4 separate regions of the Mus musculus genome follow, and all the other regions are linked to region 1. The links are chromatin contacts, called in public Hi-C and promoter capture Hi-C maps. All regions are on one chromosome and are shown on one strand. Each heading gives the region's core, a stretch centred on a gene start, on an enhancer-like site or on the middle of the called end of the contact. The rest is flanking DNA. Distances are from core to core; before and after follow the strand shown. Region 1 holds the start of Tlr4 (toll-like receptor 4). Region 2 holds the start of Megf9 (multiple EGF-like-domains 9). Region 3 holds the start of Cdk5rap2 (CDK5 regulatory subunit associated protein 2). Region 4 holds the start of Akna (AT-hook transcription factor).

Region 1 (2,728 bases), core at 156-2,655:
ACCAGTTTTGAGCTTCTGAGCCTACCTCACCCCGAATTCCTTCCTTGTTTGCTCAGTTCTATTGTGAGCTTCTAAGATAATTGCGTGGTCTGTGCAGGAGGAAAACAAGAATGAGTCATGGGTCAGATTACTCACGACTCAGTATTCGACCAAAACGGGAGTTACTGCCTTAGCAGTAACTAATTGATGTTTTAAGTTGCTCTGTCCCTCTCCTTCCCTCACCCCTCCCATTTCTTTATCTCCTAGAATTAGTTGCAGAATACTAAAATCACTTAGAAAAGTCTTTGTGTTTTTGTGTGTTTTGTTGTTTTATTTTTTAATAGAAATTCTTTCATTTAAGACAATTGTTCCCTTTATTCATTTGTGTGTGTGCTCATGCATATACACACCTGCCAAGGCAGACACTTGCAAGTGAGAAGACATCTTAAAGGAGGAGATTCCCTGCCTCTAACTTGTGAGGCTTGAGGCTTGAACTCAGATTTTCATCAGGCTTGGCAGCCACTGACCTTACCTGCTGAGCTACCACTCAAAGCATCTCAAAGATGCTTCGAAAGCAGCAGAAAAGACACAGCTACCTTCACTTGATTTGGAAAGGGAAGGAATGACCGCTAAAAGCTGAGTGGCCAGAGTTCCCACAGAAAGCCCTGAAATTACAGCCTACTTACATTTTTCAGTGATTACAGTCATGCTTTCGTCCCGTGAATACTGGCCTCAGAGACGTTCAGTAAGTTCTTTAACGACTCTCAGGTATGTCACAGAACAATGACTATAAACTAGTTTTACTAATTTCAAGTCCCTAAATCATGACTCAGACGCCTTAAATGAAACAAGACACCCCTGGCTGCCTGTTCCTGCCCTGTGTTAACACTGAGGCTTTTTGTTGCCAAGGCTTCTCAAGTTTTTGGTTAGTTTAACTCCTTCGTGCAAAATAAACTAAGCAGAGCACACACAGGGAGCTCTGAGCTGTGGATAGTTTTGAGAAACAAGGCAGGCTAGCAGGAAAGGGTGTGATCACATGCGATCAAGACACATACCTCTATGCAGGGATTCAAGCTTCCTGGTGTCAGGCAGGAGAAGAACAGTGCCATGATCAGAGTCCTAGCCAGGAGCCAGGGAGGCATCATCCTGGCATTTTCTGCAACCAGTGGAGGCCATGAGAGAACATGACGATCTGTAACTGGTGGCAGCGCAGAGTCCCTGGGACACCTGCCTCTTCCCTCCCAGTGGGTGCCCCTCTGCAAGTACTATATTCAAAGAGGAAGTGAGAGTGCCAACCTTAGCATTCTCACTTTTGGTTTTGTTCTAGAATCGATCTGCCCCGTCGCAGGAGGGAAGTTAGAAGACTGAAGACTAGAACAGGAAGAAGGCGTTTGCTGACCGACTGGAGGAACAGCAAGAGGAAGCTGGCTTTCATCCCAGGAAGTCATCTGACCTCTGGGCTTGGTGAAGGCAGGGAACTGGCGTGGAGCAACATCCTCATTCCTTCTTTATTTTCAACAGAGGATGCTTACTGCTTCAGTTAGACTCCCAAGTCTCCCAGAGCACAGTATTAGGGACTGGATGTTTCAGACTAGAGGAACATATTTTCTCACAATGCTAGAGATTAAAACCCAGGATGAAGATATCATCAGTTGCCGTGTCTTGTGTCATGATGCTTTCTTTTACCTATGTGTGTACGTGTTCATTCGTTCACGGGGGGGATGTATATTTCGTGTGTGTGTGTGTGTGTGTGTGTGTGTGTGTGTGTGTGTGTGTGTGTGTGTGTGTGTGTAAAAGCCAGAGTTCACTATTGAGTGCCTTCTGCAGTTCTCAGTTCTCAATCTTCTTTTATTATTAATTACTATTTATTATTGGAAACAGGATCATAGTGTTTATTATTAAAAGGAGAACGTTCAGGAAAGATAGGAGCAGGCTCGTGAGCTGTGGGAGAAACTCAAGAGGCTCCACCATTGTTTTGGAGCCGAGGTCTCTAACTGAACCTGGTACTGATTCCTTGGCTATACTGACTGATCAGTTAAGTTTTGAGATCTCCCACCTGTAGCTAGCCTTTTCCCAGTGCTGGAATTATAGATATCAGCATTCGGGTTTTTGTTGTTTGTGATGTTGTTTTTTTACGATGTTTGCTTTTTATTTGTTTATTTATTTCATTTTTTTAAATGCTGTTACTGAGGATCTGCAGGTCTTCATGAATTTGAAACATTTTATCAACTGAGATATCTCCCTGGCCCCTGACCTCTTTTTTTAAAATAATCAGTTATATTGTATTAAGGCAGACCCATAAGACATTAGTTTACTTTAATTATCTCATTAAATTCAAGTCATAGGACATGGCACTGGGAGATGAATTTTTAAATTGCAGTCACAGAAACAGGCACAGCCTATGAATTTTAGGGAACAGTACATAATTCTACATGTGACACTGCTAGTGAAGAAGTAGTGAAGGGAATCAGAAGTTGCTGAAGTAAAGGTCAGGTCAGATGACTAAACACCAGATCACCTTGTCCAAATGATTTTATTTCCTGAGCCTCATTTTCAGCCCTGTAAACCTGAGAACAGTTTTTACCTCCCTCCTTCTTTACATATTTACATTATTTGACATATCTAAATACTAATATTTAGAATACATACACTTAGAAGGCTATGTGATTCTGCTTGGATCATCTGTGGACTGCTGGCATGTGGTAGCTTCCCAGGGAAGCTTCTGATAAGAAGATGAAAATACCAGCAA
Region 2 (2,728 bases), core at 155-2,654, 3.7 Mb before region 1:
AATAAATGCATGCTTTTGTTAACACACAGGAGTTCACACACAAATCTCATCCTGCCTGTCTGGTTAGAGGAGAATGACTAATGGGAAATCATGCACAAAGGCAAGCATCCTAGGAGAGGCCACGACTGGGTTTACAGTGAGGCTGTTGGGATGGAATTAAGCCATCAGATGACAAACTTGTCCTGCCAGATTGCACCTAAAAGTTGCTCAGCTGAGGCTACCATGTCCCGCAGCGCTGGATCCTGGGTGATGGTGCAAGTTTGCCTGCCTGATTTCCAACTTCCTCCAGAGTTTAATGTCATCCAGGGTCAAGCTCTGTTATCAGCCCAACCCCAATGCAGGCAACAGGCAGGAATCTCTGGGGACTCAGAGGCAATGCGGGCTGCTTTCCAACCTTAGGCTTGTCCTGACATAGTGCAACCCCAAGTGGTTAGCATTAATGACGGTTTACAACCGTGGGCCAAGCATTGGGTTAAACCCTTCAAGTACATGATTTCATTTTCACAACTCTGTGAGGGGGATGGGGTGTGCCCTCTCATCTCACCATTTACGTGGTTAAGAAAACTGCTTGAGCCACAAAACCACTCAGCAAGAGAGACAAGGAGCTGAAATTCAACCTGGTCATATTCTATTCTTTCCGAGGTTCTGAGCATAAACTGTGCATGCCAGTTTGTCTCCTCCACACCCTCTTGTGCTCAGGATGGGGCTCCAGGCCGTCCCATCTGGCTTAGTGCAGGCCCATGCCATCAGCAGGTGCTTAGTGGGGGCACAGAAGTTGGCTTGCTGAAGCCATCAGCAAGAGCTTTAATTTCCCCATCTCTGAAATGGGGTTGACAGTGTTGATACCGCAGGGCCAAGGCCGGCTGTCTTGAGCAACAGAGTGAGAGCCGAGCTCCATCTAATATATTAGCTGCCACCACCCTCGCCCGTCGCGGGGATGTAACCCAGCCCCCGCCCGAGTCCGGGTGCGGTTCCGGCGCCCCCATTGTTCAGAAGGGTGGAGACGCTGTCCACAGGGGACTCCCCGCCCCGGGTCCAGCTCGCAGCCCAGTGGAACAGATGATTTGGCCTGGAATCTGCCGCGCGGGCCGCGTCCTTTGTCTGCTCGGCGGCGTTGGATGCCCAAGGCCCGCGCCCCGCTCTGTGGGTAGACAAAGCCGGAGCCGCAGCGAACCCAGCCGGCTCCAACACCTCTCGCGCCTCCCGACGTCCCGCCCTCTTCCCTTGGAGTCCTCTGATTGGTCTGCGCCGTTACAAAGAGGCCGGGGAGCGGGCGGATCACGTGGGCCAACGCGGCTTCCGATTGGCCAGGCTTCGCTGCCTATCGAGGAGGGCGGGCAGTGCGCGCTCCGCCCAGTCGCTCCCTCCGCGTTGAGGCCCGCCCGCGGGGCCGGCCGCCTGTCAGAGGGAGGTGGCGATGGTGCTCTTGGTGGCGGCAGCGGCGGCAACGCTTTCCTTGGTCGGACGGCAGGGAGGAGAAGATGACTGACCGATCGACTGGATGAATGAATGAATGGCGGAGCCGAGCGCGCCATGAGGAGCCTGCCGAGCCTGGGCGGCCTCGCCCTGTTGTGCTGCGCGGCCGCCGCAGCCGCTTCCACAGCCTCGGCAGGGAATGTCACCGGTGGCGGCGGGGCCGAGGGGCAGGTGGTCCCGTCGCCCAGCCCGGGGCTTCGGGACCAAGCCAGCAGCCCCTTCCCTAAGACCGCGGCTCCCACCGCGCAGGCCCCGCGGACCGGTCCCCCGCGCACCACAGTCCGCAAAACCGGGGCTACAACCCCGTCAGCCGGCTCCCCGGAGATCATTCCTCCTCTTCGCACCAGCGCACAACCCGCTGCCACCCCCTTCCCGGCTCTGGACCTCTCGCCCGCCACCCCTTCGGAGGACGGACACACTCCCACCACGGAATCACCACCCTCCAGACCCGCGCCCACCACCCTTGCGAGCACAGTTGGCCAGCCGCCGACCACCTCTGTAGTCACCACCGCTCAGGCTTCCAGCACTCCAGGGACCCCAACTGCCGAGTCCCCGGACAGAAGCAGCAACAGTAGCGGAGTCCCGCCCACCGCACCTGTCACCGAAGCCCCTACTTCTCCTCCCCCAGGTGAGTCCTCTGGACCTTCCCCCAGGCACTGCCTATTTACACACCGGCCTCGTCACCCTGGCCGCTTCTTGCCCAAGAGCTTCCCAAGGGAAGATCCGAGCTCCAGTTAAAGTAAACCCCCAATCCCTCCAAATCTAGAAAGTCTTTTGTCCCCCAACCTGGTGCCATGCTCCATCCAGAGGGAGCTGCTGCTATATGGAAGGCTTAGGGTCTCTTCCTAAAACAGGGTTTTCTGGCCTTTGTCAGAGTCCCAGAATGGACACAAACTTTTGTATTGGATCCGCCCAGAAGGCCACCCTACCTGGGATATTTGGGGGAAAGTTTGAAAGCTAGGATGGTGCTTTATCAATGCGCAGGTAAAAACCTTTACGGGATTCCCCCAGATGAACAATGTAGTTTGCTTACAAACAGAAACGGCATTGTAGTCCGTGTTTTCTCTGCAAATAAGTAGATTTTATAGGTCATTTGGGACAGGTGTGTATCTAGGTTGAGCAAGTTTATAAATTAGGTTAAATCCCTTCCTTGCACCACTTCATTCTGTCTCAGTTCCAAGGTCAGTAATTGAGCAAATGCCATTTGAGCAGGGATGCCCATCTTTGCCCCTTTTTAAAGTAGGATGTTCAT
Region 3 (2,728 bases), core at 148-2,647, 3.6 Mb before region 1:
TCATACATGTATACAATGTGTTATGGTCATAGTCATCACCTCCCATTATACACTCTTGTCCCCATCCATGCATGCTGACTCCTTTGTTCTTTCCCACTGCCTGCTCTCCCTCTCCCTCCACCTCCCCACTTTCCCTCTCCCTCCCCCCTCTCCTACTTTCATGTTCTTTTCCTCCTCACTGAGTTTAATTAGGGTTGTGTGTATGAGTATGGATGGGGGTTATTCAGTGGTCCTCCTCCCAAGCAATTATAGATCGCATGTCTGAACTTTAAGTTCTAAGTTGGAAAAAGAACAGAATACTTGTGGAATATAGCCTGTGTGCACCATTTAGGGCGTTGGGGTTTAGAAGGACCTGGGCTCAAATCATATCTCTGTTTATTGCCAGTTTGCAAAGAAAGAGTGTTTAGGGTTGTAGGGACATGAGAATTATTATTGAAAGAATTCCTAAAGTTATCTCAGGTTATTCTTACAAAAAATAACTTGCAGATTGTCCAGTCAAAGGGATGTGACAGAACAGGTTTACTGCCAGGGACCACTGTTCCACATCCAAGCCTTCTCCTCTCCAGTCTTCCCCAACCCTCCCCTCCCCTTCCTTATTCCTGGGTAGATTTATTAAAGAAAAGTGACAAAAACTCCTGAGAGTGGGAGGAGTTTCAAGGCAGGAAAAGCTGAAATTCCAATTTAATCTGGACCTTTGTTTGGGAGGGGAGAAATGTCTCTTCTTAGAATACATTCACTGGCCAAGAAGGTTAAAACATGGTTCCAGAGTGCTGAGATGTTGATACGAGGAGCTAAGGATCTGGTTTTAGTGGATAGTAAACTTGTTTATTACTTTGGGCAAGTAATTTCTTCTCTCTGAGTCTCTGTTTACTGATTGCTGGTGCATGAGTCCTAATAGTAACAAAATGCACATGAAGTATGGGTGACCCCTTTATAGGCATGCCGCTTGAAACTAACCCTGTAAACTACCGTTTGTAATAGCGCTCCACAGGTGGTATTTTTCTAAATCGAAGCAGAACTCAATTATCTGAGTCTCAACTTAAGGCAGAGCCTTTTGGGTAGAAAGAGCCTAAGGAGCGATTTTGGAGTCATGAGTCTGGAACACCAAACAGATTGATACTCTGAGCTGTTCCACCTCCCGCTTAAATTAACTGATCCCGGCGGACTTTTACCCTCAACAAATATGGCGCTCGCCTTGGCTTCGGCCCGAATGCCCTCACCCACGAAACATGGCTACCGCTTCTTTTCTCCTAGTGTTGCACGCTGGAGTGCGCAGGTTCTGCCCTGAGTTAAGATGGCGTCCAGGCAAAGCTCTTCTTGCCCGGTTTCGGGTCGTTGCAGGGCGGCTTCACCGCGCGTGCCTGGGTGACCCCGCCTTGTTTCCGTAGGAAGAAGCGCCGGGAAAGATGGCGGCGGCTGCGGTTTGAATTCCAGCGGCGCCGCTTGACTGAGAACAAGAGCTGGGTTGGAGGGGGCGGGACCTGGGGAACCGAGCGCGCCGCGACTGCCGGGGAACCAGTGGCGCTGCCGCCGCCGACACCGGCGCCACCACTCTGCGTTCACGATGGACTCGGGGATGGAAGAGGAAGGCGCCCTGCCTGGGACCCTCAGCGGTTGCAGGTGTGGCCCTGGCTTTGGGATTCGTGGTACCTGGGTTGGGGTTCCCGTTGATGGCGACTCACTCCCTGGAGGCCTTCGGTTTGCTTGGGGATGGTCTCGGCTGCGCCCCGAGTGTGGTGGGACCTGGGTGTCCAGCCAGCACTACATTGGACTGTGTGTTGTGTGTTCTGGAGTACTTTGAGGACGATGTGTAGGCTAGGCAGGGGGGCTTTTTGAAAGAGTGTGAGGAGATGGGTCTAATTAGTAGGGGGTGGCTGGAACTGGACATCAGAGCACTTAGGTGGTTGATTCTTGTTTGGGGCTTTGCATTCATTATGGGGAGTGTAGTTGTTATTTTAGACTTTGTTTATGGGGTCACGGGACAAAGTTCTGTGGAGCCTTGGCTAGAGATGGACAAAATTTAATTAAAAAAACGGCCTATACCCTGACCACGTAGGTGACCTTGGTAAGTTGACTTCCCCACTGAAAAGTGTACTAACGCCGATGTGCACTCACCAAAAACGGGATGAGAATGAAAAGAAGCAATGGCTACCCAGCAGTTGTATTGGCTGACATTCAACCGTGGTGAAAAGGATGATGACTACCACTATTACAAGTTGTGGCTTCTCTTCAGATCCCCTGGGACCAGAAATTGGATTATTTGGGGCATTTAGAGCGGGCGGATGGCATGAGAACTAAACTAGGAGATCTGCTAATGCTCTCCTCCTTTCTCTCTCAGCCTTGACTGGACAGATGCTGCATTCATACCTGCTCATTCATCTCTTAATCTGCCCTAGGCCCTCCAGGTGCCTTGTCATCTTCAGGATGAAGTTCTCTACTGTGGCTTCCAAGTTTCTCTATAATTGGCTGCATCTGCCTCTCTAGCCTCCCCACCCCCCACCCCACCCCTTCCCAACCCTGTCTCTTCTCCAAGCCCTCTACCCTGTGCCTGACTGCCAAGCTCGGTCAGGAACGATCTTACTGAGTTGTTCCTTGTTCTCAGGCTTGGGTACCTGCTGTTTCTGCTGTGTCCCTTATTTACATCCAGGTTCCACTGCTAGGAGATCCACACTGACGGTCCCACCCTTGTCTGGGCTCTCTGTACTGGGCTCTCTAGCTCCCCTGACCT
Region 4 (2,728 bases), core at 103-2,602, 3.4 Mb after region 1:
GGACTCTAAGATTCTCTCCATCACTCTTGGGTGGTCCCCAGCCTGGCTGCTCCCTTGAGGTCCCCCCTCCCCCCCCAGGGCTTTCTGGATGGCAGAGGGTTGACCTCATGTCTCTTCTGTTTCCTGACTCTCTGGGTCAGCAGGGGCAGAGTAGAGAGCCAGGAGCGGACTTAGGGCTCCTGCAGCATCTTCCTTCTACCTGGCTCCTGCCTCCTCCTGCCTGCCCCGTCAGCCTGGATCCTGAAGGTCAGATTCTGTACCTCCTGCCCCGGCCCCTGAGTCCTCTCACATCATATCCTGTTGTCTTCAAGGGCCTCCTGCTTCTCTCAGGTCTCTGCAGCTGCCTTTCTAGAACATTCTCATCAGTCATGCTTGCGGCTTGCTTCTGCCTCTCTGTCCTTCCGGCCGCTTGTGTGACTGTGGCCTCCCCACCCAGACCTTCCTGATAGTCCTGCCTCACCCCCACTCAGCTTGTTACTCTCAGGCCCCTGTCTTCAGCCAGGGCAGGTCCAGCATCTGAGACCTGAAACCTCGGGTGTTTCCCTAGGATCTGCGAGTCCTCAGCCTCAGAGATACCAAAGCAGCAGGAGACGTTGGTCACCAGCCTGTCTCATACTCTGCCTCAGGCACACCTGACATCTTACACACTTCACTATAGAGTGAAGGGCCAGGTGTGATGTGTCTGTGTCCCACCCTGCTTCTTCAGATGGCTACACCTCTCACAGAGGTGAAGGGACCTGAGGAGCCACAGGTTGGCCATGAAGATAATTCTGTTCCTTCATCTCTGGGGCCTCTGAGGGAGAAGCTACAAGAGGAGATGTTCACCTGATCCTCTAGTTCTTCCTTCTTACCTAGACAATTCCAGTGCAGGCTCATCTTATCTCTAGGCATGGACAGTAAGTGGAAGGGCAGAAATCCCTAAGTCTGCCCTGAGATGATGAGACTTGTGTTAGTAGACGAAGTTAAAGCTGGACAGACAGGAGCAAGCGCCAAGGCTGAGGTTCCCCTTTCCCTCCTGTGAGGATGGGCAATGAGACCTACACAGTGGGAGAGGCTTTGATAAAGTCTTCGGTGATGGAAGAGACCAATTTTGGGGTGGGAGTGGAGGAACTGCAGGCTCCTCTTCCTGGGACCGGCATGCAATGTGACTTTAGCCAAGCCTTCTCTGGACTTCCTGCTCGTACAAGCACGGTTGTGGTTGCAACTGAGGTGGTCTCAAACTCAAGGCCTCAGAAGTTCTCTTCCCATCAATGCAGCCCCACACTTGCCCAGCAAAGGGTTAAGCTCTTGGCGCCAGCTCCGCAGAGTAACCCCCCCTCCTTTTCACAAACACTTGTAGGAAATCAGGCTGGGCGCTTCCTGCAAGGAGGAGGAGGCAAGGCAAGGCCTCAGCTGCAGGGGCGGGGAGAAGTGGGGAGGGATGCTTGTCTGTGAGCTGAGGCCGTTCTGGCTGGCAGAGCAGTCTGGAGGCGTTCCAGGCTGCTGTGGAGGCAGGGGGCTCCCCAGGTTTGAAACAAAGACCTTGTGGGCAGCTCCCCTGAGCCCAGGCCGGCAGGATGGTGGTGTAGTACTAGTGAGGTAAGGAGCTGAGCCAGGAGGAGGGCCAGAGGGAAGGCCGCCTTCCCTCTGGATGGGCCAGTCATAGACTCTGGACAACCCTGGCAGGCAGCCCAGCCCAGCCAGGAAATCACAGCTACGCAGCTGCTGCCACTCCTGTCCAGTTCTGGGAGTCCGGCCCCCACGAAAGAGTGGACCCCAAGATGCTAGTTTCCAGTTCCAGATCCAATTTGGTTCCCTTGGTGAACTTGGACCCGTGTTGGTCCCTCTCTGTCCCCCGGGGTGGGCTCATCTCAAGGCCAGTTAGTGCTTGGGTTACTGAGGGTCTCGAGATGTTCGGAAGTGAGGAACAGGCCAGGAGATGACACCCTCCTACCCAAATAAGGGCAGGGACAAAGTGGGGGCCAGGAAGCCAGCTTAGAGCTACAGTAGGACAAGATGAGAGTCAGTAATAGCCTGGCCCCTTGTTAGTTCCTCCCAGGCTCTTTGGGTGAGCCAAGGGACAGTCCGGGGACATCCGTCATGGGTATCTCCACTTGCCGCAGGCCAAAGGCCACTCCTGTGAACAGGTCTATGCCCTGCCACGGATCCAAACTTGCTTTGGAGCCCCACAGCCCAGCCCTTCAAAAGGGTCCAGCAGCTTGGTAAGGAGGTCTTTCCCCTGCCATCCTCCTGCCTCCTATACATCTCCTGGCCTTGGTTTAATAGTCACAGTGTTCTAAACTTCCTGGTTGTTCTCATTAGGTGGGTGCCTCTGTTTCCTCATCGGGATGAGGTTAAGGTGGGGATGTCCTGGCTCTCTCTAGCTGGGTAGCATGGAGATTCTGAATGCCAGGGCTGCTGAAGGTTGAAGCTTCAGTGGGGGAGGATCATCCTGGACACACACGCACACGCACGCACACACACACACACACACACACACACACACACACACACACACACACATGCACGCACGCACGCGCGCGCTCGAGAGAGAGAGAGCTGTATGAAGCAGTGTGTGGGGAACAGGGCATTGCCTAGCTAGTTGCTAAATAGAATCCCTGGAGGGTGTGACAACATGGAGATCAGTTCTGTACAGGTGTTAGGTGATAAGAAGCAAGGACATAGAGAAAGCAGTGTTTGGTGTTTTTTTGGGGAGGGTGGGGTGCAGTTTCTCTGGGGGCAGGTGGGG

Evidence for each region. Promoter capture Hi-C pulls out the DNA fragments that hold promoters and counts their contacts. A called contact is a pair of places that touch in the nucleus more often than the background predicts.
Region 2: a contact with region 1 is called in a promoter capture Hi-C map of pre-B cells. The contact joins the promoter of Megf9 here to the promoter of Tlr4 in region 1. A contact is called at or near these places in 1 of 39 promoter capture datasets (pre-B cells) and 1 of 484 Hi-C or Micro-C datasets (pro-B cells).
Region 3: a promoter capture Hi-C map of pre-B cells shows a contact between it and region 1, with 3 times the contacts expected there. The contact joins the promoter of Cdk5rap2 here to the promoter of Tlr4 in region 1. A contact is called at or near these places in 1 of 39 promoter capture datasets (pre-B cells) and 3 of 484 Hi-C or Micro-C datasets (B cells, LSK cells and hematopoietic stem and progenitor cells).
Region 4: a contact with region 1 is called in a Hi-C map of B cells, with 5 read pairs. The contact joins the promoter of Akna here to the promoter of Tlr4 in region 1. A contact is called at or near these places in 1 of 39 promoter capture datasets (liver) and 1 of 484 Hi-C or Micro-C datasets (B cells).

What each region holds. Positions count from the first base shown.
Region 1 is chr4:66,826,228-66,828,955 of GRCm38.p6, reverse strand. Tlr4 (toll-like receptor 4) reads right to left here and starts at 1,405. Exons shown (of 3, transcript NM_021297.3): 1 at 1,035-1,405. The coding sequence starts at 1,124.
Region 2 is chr4:70,533,604-70,536,331 of GRCm38.p6, reverse strand. It overlaps Megf9 (multiple EGF-like-domains 9), which reads left to right and starts at 1,404. Exons shown (of 6, transcript NM_172694.2): 1 at 1,404-2,104. The coding sequence starts at 1,510.
Region 3 is chr4:70,409,104-70,411,831 of GRCm38.p6, reverse strand. It overlaps Cdk5rap2 (CDK5 regulatory subunit associated protein 2), which reads left to right and starts at 1,397. Exons shown (of 37, transcript NM_145990.4): 1 at 1,397-1,620. The coding sequence starts at 1,565.
Region 4 is chr4:63,402,069-63,404,796 of GRCm38.p6, reverse strand. It overlaps Akna (AT-hook transcription factor), which reads left to right and starts at 1,352. Exons shown (of 22, transcript NM_001045514.3): 1 at 1,352-1,578. It overlaps Gm52742 (a long non-coding RNA gene), which reads right to left. Exons shown (of 3, transcript XR_003955424.1): 3 at 2,671-2,728.